2 separate regions of the Mus musculus genome follow, and region 1 is linked to region 2. A link is a contact called in public Hi-C data. All regions are on one chromosome and are shown on one strand. Each heading gives the region's core, a stretch centred on a gene start, on an enhancer-like site or on the middle of the called end of the contact. The rest is flanking DNA. Distances are from core to core; before and after follow the strand shown. Region 1 holds the start of Serpina3m (serine (or cysteine) peptidase inhibitor, clade A, member 3M). Region 2 has its middle 24 kb from the start of Serpina12.

Region 1 (3,636 bases), core at 372-2,871, 320 kb after region 2:
AGAAGGGTGGTCATGGTGACAATGATCAAGGATACTTAGGGGCTTGAAAACAAGGACTGCTTTTCAGTAAGCCTGACCAGACCCTTGGAGGAGCATCCCACATACCATAATGTTTAGCTGTGTGGTCATGGGGAAATAACTAAGTTTCCTGTGTCTCAGTTTCCTCTTCCATGAAAGGGGCTGATAACAGCCTATAAGTCAGAGGGCCATCACACGAGTCACAGAGTGTGAGTGACAATCTCTATGTCCCTTTTGTCACTAGAGGCAATTCCTGCCAACAGGAGCTATTTGAACACTGCCTGGACACTTTCTATGCAGGAATACACAAATTGACCCTTTGCTGCTTTCATTTTGTGTGATGAAGGTGGAGGTGTCCATCTGTCCTGTGAGGTTGGTCGGCTGGGAATGCAGAGAAAGGCTATGGCACTGCCCTGAGTAGGAGTACTAGAGGGAGAGGAGCTGCTCTAACCAACAGGCTCCATGTAGCTGCAGGAGTTTGGGCTCCAACACTGTATCAGATGGAGGCAGATCCAGAAAAGGGCAGTAGGTGGCAAAGGCTAAGGCCTGGAGGAGGGAAAGAGTTAGGCAAGAACTGGGCACTGGGTAGTCACAGACATTGGAAATAGACCTAGGACAGAACTGGAGCCAGCAGACCCTGAACTGTAGACTTTGAAACTGTGAGTCAAACCAAACCTTTGCTTTGCTCAATGGGTTCTCCTAGATCACTCAGTTCTATTCCATTGATCAACATGCCTGTGTTCATGCCAATACCATGGGGGTTTATTACTATTGCTCTGTAGTACAGCTTGAAATCAGGGATGGTCATACCTCTAGAATTTCTTTTATTGTACAAGTTTTTTATACCTATCCTGGGTGTTTTGTTTTTCCATATGAAGTTGGGAATTGCTCTTTCAAGGCCTGTAAAGAATTGTGTTGGAATTTTAATGGGAATTTCACTGAATCTGTAGAATGCTTTTGTTATAATATCCATTTTTACTAGGCTAATCCTACCAATCCATGAGCATGGATATCTTGCCATATTCTAATATCTTCCTCAATTTCTTTCCTCAGAGAGTTGTAATTCTTGTCCTTGCTTGGTTAGAATTAAACCAAGAACCTAATAAAAAAAATAAATAAAATAAAAAAAAAGAATTAAACCAAGATATTTAGTATTATCTGTGGTTATTGGGAAGGATGTTGTTTCTCTAAGTTCTTTCTTAGCCCGTTTAATATTTGTATAAAGGAGGGCTACTGATTTTTTTTTAGTTAGTTAGTTAGATAGTATTTTTAAATGACTTAGATTATCAAGCTGCAGCCCTCCCTGGCAAAAAGTAGGGTAGAGTCTGGTTTTGCTTGTGATTTCTCCCCTTTTCTACATCATTGAAGCATTTGATAAACAAAAGACATACCCAGGAGATCCAATGGGCTTGTGTAGAAAAGAGATGGGAATTGCCCCATCAGGAGGCAGTTCTGATAGAGACTACAAATCCATGTTACCAGAAATCTTCCTGTCTGACGAGTTGTAAACTGACCACAGAGCACAGCTTGTCCATGCCAGCATTTCCTAAGAGGAGGGAGGAGCCCTTGGGAGGAATAAATAGGCATCACTGTTCACTGGGGAGATGCCAGGCAAGCCAACAACCCTGAACATCAGGAGTCAGCTATCACAGAGGCTCTGCAGGTAATGCCCGGGATTCCTTGACTCCATGAATAGAAAAGGCACTGCCCCAGGACTGTGTGGTACTAGCTATGGCCTACAACATGTGTTTGTGTGGCTGAGGCAAGAGCTTTGACTGAGATAGTGGCTTACAATCAGGGAATATTTCTGGGGTTCACAAAATCTTCTCTCTGGACTGTTTCTCTTGCCAATGGAAGATGCAGATGCTGTGGTCTCTACTCATGGACAGTAAATGGAGTCTGCTTCTCTGACTCCACAGGGATGAAGTTTTGAGAACTTGCATAGCATGCTGCTGTCATAGGTAGGGTAAGACGAGACTGTTGCACAGTCACTCTGGATGAGGTGACAGCTCTTTCTTGCTCACATCACAAAGAAGATGCCTGGTGGAGGGGGTTGGGACCCCACTTCCTTCTTATATACCAGATCCTCTGGCCAAGCAGAGGGGCTTCAGCCACAACTAGGGAAGCAAGGAAGGCACAGTTGCTGAGCCACGTCTCTTGCTGTACGAATTAAGCAACCTCTTTTCTCTCTAAATAATTTTGGCACAAAATATTGCTTAGTGCTTTCTCCAGCTCCCTGTGTACTATTCTAGTTCTTTCCCAGCCTTCTTCACTTCCCTTCCTCCTACTTTCTCTCCCTCTCCCTCCTCCTATTCCCCTACCCCTCCCTCTTCCTATTTCCTTACCCCTCTTTTTCCCATTTCTCTCTCCTTCCTTTCTCCACACTTCTACTCTCCCAGTTCTCCTCTCTCCCCATCCTCCCTCCTCCTTCTTCCCTCCCCCTTCTCTCCTCTCTTCTCTCTTCTCCCTCCTCCTTCCTTTCTCCTCTACCCGTCCTCCTCTCTCCTTTTCCCTCCCTCCTCTCTCATCTCTCCTCTTCCCCCTCTCCTCTCTCCACTCCTTCCTCTGTCTCCTGTTCCTTTACCATTCACCTTCAACTTTACACCTGAACAAATGATCAGAGGCTAAAGGTAGATAGCCATGATTGCAAGCTTTCAACTATAGTGCATTAGGATGCCTGTGCCCCCCTAACTGGGTATATATAGAGGATATGGACCCCTAGGCATTCCAGAAAATCATTTCCAATTCCCACAACAAGCTAGCCACTTACCAATACTGTAACTTGGACCTCTCACCAAGCTGTACAGAGAGGTCCACGCATTTGCTTGCTATCACACAGCCAACAAGAAATCTGGTCCAGAGATCAGAGACTAGTACAGCTCTTTCTTATTCACACCAGGAGGCCTTCCAAGCCTGGGGTACAAAGCACCATGCTGTTCCTTGACAGAGCTGAGAGAACTTTCCCCTGTGTGTCCTTCCACTGCTGGTTCCCATGGGTCCAGGATTTCTGCACTGCATGAGACATCTCTCCCACTGCCTTTCAACTAATCCAACACCTTGCTTTCATGAGCCAAATGAACTCAGACATCACAGACTTGTCATCAAAGGGCTAAGATAGGACCTATGATAAAAAATGCTCCAAGATTCCAGAGTTCAGCCTGAGAAGGGGGCAGCTGGAGGTGACACAAGTGCAAAGTGCAGACAGGGCTCACACCCATCCCCCACTCCTATTTTGGCTTGGCTTGTGACACTAACATGTCCCTTCAAATCTCTGGATCTTGGTTCTCTACTATGAAAATTGGCTTCTGCAACAGCACTTCCTCTATGGTAATAGGGGGCTCATGATGGAGTACTGAATCTGAGAGGCCAGATCACCTCCTGTGGACAGTCAAAGAGACAGGAAGGGCAGCAGAGCAGGGCACAATGCCAGACAGGTGGGAAAGCTAGGAAATGGTCAGAGCACCAGCTGGTCCTCCAAGACTCAAAGGATGTTTTCCTTCCAGACTGCACAGAAGATGGCCTTCATTGCAGCTCTAGGGATCTTAATGGCTGGGATCTGTCCTACTGTCCTCTGCTTCTCAGATGACACATGGGGAATAGATATTCTATTACATAAAA
Region 2 (3,890 bases), core at 28-2,527:
TGGCCGCTGAACACTCAGTTTCCAGTAGGTGGCGCTGTTTGTTGGGGGTTTGATGAAGCAGCCATGCTGGAAGTCTGTCTCTGAGGGAGGCTTCTCTCCAATCCCAGGTCACTTTCTTTGCGTCATGCTTGTGGTTGAAGGTATAATCTATCAGTTTCCTGTTCCTGCTGCCACACTTCCCTGCCATAATGAACCCTTATGCCCCTGGAACCTTAAGCCAACATAAATTCCTTCTTATGTAAAATGTCTTGGTTATGGAATTTTATTATGGCATCAGAAAAATACTGAATATCCCCTTGCTGATTTTGTCTTTACTATCTATTCACTTTATTCTCAGAGGGAGGGTAAAATCACACTCAAGCTAAGGATTGACCATCTCATCGGGGACTGTCTGCTACTCCAGCAACTGTGCCTCTCTTAGAAACCCCCCCCCCACACACACACACACACACAGAGAGAGAGAGAGAGAGAGAGAGAGAGAGAGAGAGAGAGAGAGAGAGAGAGAGAGCATTGTATGGGGACACTGGCACTCTCTCATCAAAGCTGAGCATCCCCAAACTAGGATAGGTTGCTGGCATGGCATATAGTCAAGCGAAGACTAACAGAGACTCATGTCAGAATATAGCAGTGTAGCTTCAAATGACACAAATGGAGTGGAATAGTACCGCCTCCACACAGTTCTTTATCATTACACTGTAACATGTTGCTTTGCACCACATGGTGGGACTCGTGGTTACGAGTATGTAGCAGAGGATGGCCTAGTTGATCATCAATGGGAGGAGAGTCCCGTGGTCCTGTGAAGGTTCTATGCCTCAGGATAGGGGAATGCCAGGGGAAAGAATTGGGAGTGGGTTGGTTGGGGACCAGGGGGAGGGGATAGGGGATTTTCGGAGGGGAAACTAGGAAAGGGGCTAACATTTGAAATGTAAATAAAGAAGGTAGCTAGTTAAAAAAAAAAAAGAAGGAGAAGAAGAAGTTTAAATCAGGAAGTGGCTCTCCCAGTCAGTCTTTCTGACACCCAGGTCACCGTTTTCTGACACTCGCAGTGTCTTGGCCTAGGTTCCACAATGAAACAATTCAGAGACGTGTGATTTATTAGAAAGGTCCCCACTCTCCAATCTGTCCCTTCCAGTATTCTGGTCATCTGCTCCAGAATCTGAAAAGCAGCTGCGTTTTCCACTCTCAGTTTTTATCTATGGCAAGCATTACTAGACAACCCCAGAGTAGCCAGAGCTAGACATTACTAGACAACCCCAGAGTAGCCAGAGCTCCAGGCAGTCATCCAAACAGCCAGTCAGAAGACTGTAGCTGGGGAGACAAACGTGCTACTGTCTGCCTCAGGGTTTGTTTCATCATCCAATCGGTAGACTATGGCATCTCTTTCTGCCCCAGGAAAGTGGGTTCTGAGATTCTGAGCTCAGGCTTTGTGGTGGAAAACAGCCCACACTCCTCTGGTGTCGCCACCTGCCAGCAGAGTGTCCCCCACACCCTTCTTGTCTCTAAGGAGGAAGCTCTGGGTCTAGCCTTTGAGAGCCATTATACAATTTTAAAAGGACTAACAGTGAATCCCTTATCCGTACTGTCATCTCTTCTTCCCTGTGGTATGAGTTTAAATAGAGTTTTTCTTTCTTTCTTCCTCCCTCCCTCTCTTCCTCCTTCCCTCCTTCCCTCCTTCCCCCCTCTTTCTTTCTTTCTTTCTTTCTTTCTTTCTTTCTTTCTTTCTTTCTTTCTTTCTTTCTTTCTTTCTTTCTTTCTTTCTTCCTTCCTTCCTTCCTTCCTTCCTTCCTTCCTTCCTTCCTTCCTTCCTTCCTTCCTTCCTTCCTTCCTTCCTTCCTTTCTTTCTTTCTTTCTTTCTTTCTTTCTTTCTTTCTTTCTTTCTTTCTTTCTTTCTTTCTTTCTTTCTTTTTCTTCCCAAGACAGATTTTCCCTGTATAACCCTGGCTGTTCTGAAACTTTCCCTGTAGACCAAGCTGCTGGCCTCAAACTGAAAGATCCCCTTCTGCAGTGCTGGGATCAAAGCTGTATACCACTCTGCCTGGCTTGATTAGAGTTTCTTGCTGAGCAAGGGCAAGAGGTCTTTGCTGGAACCAAGGGCAACTTACCAGTGACTACATCACTGAAGAAAATGGCACCCCTTCTCCTCATAACTGTTAATTTATGATTCCTCATGCCTTCTTCTCAATCCATGATGAGCTGTTGGGGCCCAATCTTATAGAGATCTGCAGACAGCCACACGAGTTATGGACGTGATGGCTATGCTATGTCAGGGAGACTTCTTTTTGCGGCCTGTCCCTCTGTCCCCCGGGTCTTACATACTGCCCACTGTCTCTTCCTCGGGGCTGCCTGACTCTGGGAGAGGGTGATGGATGTCTTATTACTGATGATGACCATAGGTTACAGTTCTCCATCAAGTGCTTCCTGCTGAAGTAAGGAGGTTCTCTGGTGAAGACTATGCTCTGCACTAATCTGTGCTCATAAACACGGTGTCTGGAGGGCAGTTTGATAACACGACCACTAAGTAAAACGATGGTAGCAGGTTCCCCTACAGAGCCCATGACTTCCCAGACGAAGGCTTTTGACCATGTTCATTAATGACATATTAAGTTCATTAATGACATATTAAGACATAATATTAATTTAATATTTAAGACATATTGGTTGTATTGGTATAATACAACCAATTCCAGGCTGCTGTCAGCTCCAGCCGGACACTTTGATGTATGTGAACCTGTACGCATATAAGTATCCCCAAGTCCATGGGGTTTGCATCCTGGCACCTCAGAGTCTCCTGTGGGATGAGGGGTGGAGGGGGTGGAGAAAGAAGTCACCTAGCCACTTTATATCTCTCCTTTATTTCATCTGTCCTGACCAGGTGCCTGTTTCCCAGGCTACACAGGCAGGAGGCTAAGCTTCACTCCCTAACAAGGCTTCCTACTTACAGTATGCTATGCAGACAAGCCAGAAAGTGCTTCTTCCCACCCACCCTGCAGCAGCTCCATGTGGTCACACCAGGAAAGAGCACACAATAAAACTGCTACTTGAGGCCTCAGTTTACCTGTCTATGAACACAGTTCTCTTAACTTTCTGGGCTTTGCCAACATCTGAACTGATATATATGTATATATATTTTTATTTCTGTAATATATATATATATTTTTTTTCCGTAAGAAAATGTATTCCAGAACATTCAACACCATCACTGGTATCTTTTTATGAGATGCCAGTAACTTCTCTCCCCAGTAGTAGAAGCCAGAAAAGTCCCCAAGGGACAAAAGTGAGTTCAGGGTAGGGGACAAAAGTCAGTTCAGTTGCCACATGGGGCTCTGAGGCCCTAGCCACTTCCTGGAATTTTGAGAATAAATCAGAAAGGACACTGGAGAGAGATAAGCTTCTGTGAGGACCTCAGAAGCACACTGCTGCCATCTGCTGGTCACTGACCTCTTTCAGACCTGTCGTCTGCAACCCCTCTCCTGCCAATTGGATGGCTGACTTGCAGGTGGATGGGAAAATAAGAATATGAAGTTCACGTGTGTACTCAGGAGAAGAGTCAAGTCAAGGAAGAATGCAGGGTCTGAGAGTCCCACATCTTGATCTAAAGGCAGCCAGGAGGAGACTGCCTTAGGCAAGCAGCCAGAAGGGGACGTTCTTCCATAGTGGGCTGGACTCGAGCACGGGATCTCACAGCCTGGCTCTGAGATACATTCTTCCAACGAGATCACTCGCACCTCCTGATGTGTGGGGGCTGACGTGGTCCAGCGTGAGAAGCTGTAGGCTTTCTTACGCACAGTTAAGGGAAGGAGGTTGAGGCTCAGGGACATGACATCTATTTCCCTCATAAGGAGTGAGAATGAACTTTTGACCAGGGTTTCTGGGACCAAGGCTCAGAGGCA

Evidence for each region. Hi-C and Micro-C count contacts between places; a contact is called where the count stands out from the background.
Region 1: a Hi-C map of bone marrow-derived macrophages shows a contact between it and region 2, with 26 read pairs. The contact joins the promoter of Serpina3m here to the enhancer-like site in region 2. A contact is called at or near these places in 1 of 39 promoter capture datasets (embryonic stem cells), 1 of 484 Hi-C or Micro-C datasets (bone marrow-derived macrophages), 3 of 115 datasets of contacts at active chromatin or transcription factors (embryonic stem cells and stem cell-derived neural progenitor cells) and 2 of 9 other capture datasets (liver and macrophages).

What each region holds. Positions count from the first base shown.
Region 1 is chr12:104,385,543-104,389,178 of GRCm38.p6, forward strand. It overlaps Serpina3m (serine (or cysteine) peptidase inhibitor, clade A, member 3M), which reads left to right and starts at 1,622. Exons shown (of 5, transcript NM_009253.2): 1 at 1,622-1,681; 2 at 3,522-3,636. The coding sequence starts at 3,534.
Region 2 is chr12:104,066,429-104,070,318 of GRCm38.p6, forward strand. No RefSeq gene overlaps it. Among named protein-coding and RNA genes, the nearest start is that of Serpina12, 24 kb to the left of the region's middle. Within about 2 kb of position 1,278, at least 158 of the 459 cell types and tissues checked have an H3K27ac peak or open chromatin away from gene starts, as enhancers often do. A contact at or near this core is called in bone marrow-derived macrophages, liver and stem cell-derived neural progenitor cells, where this site is marked.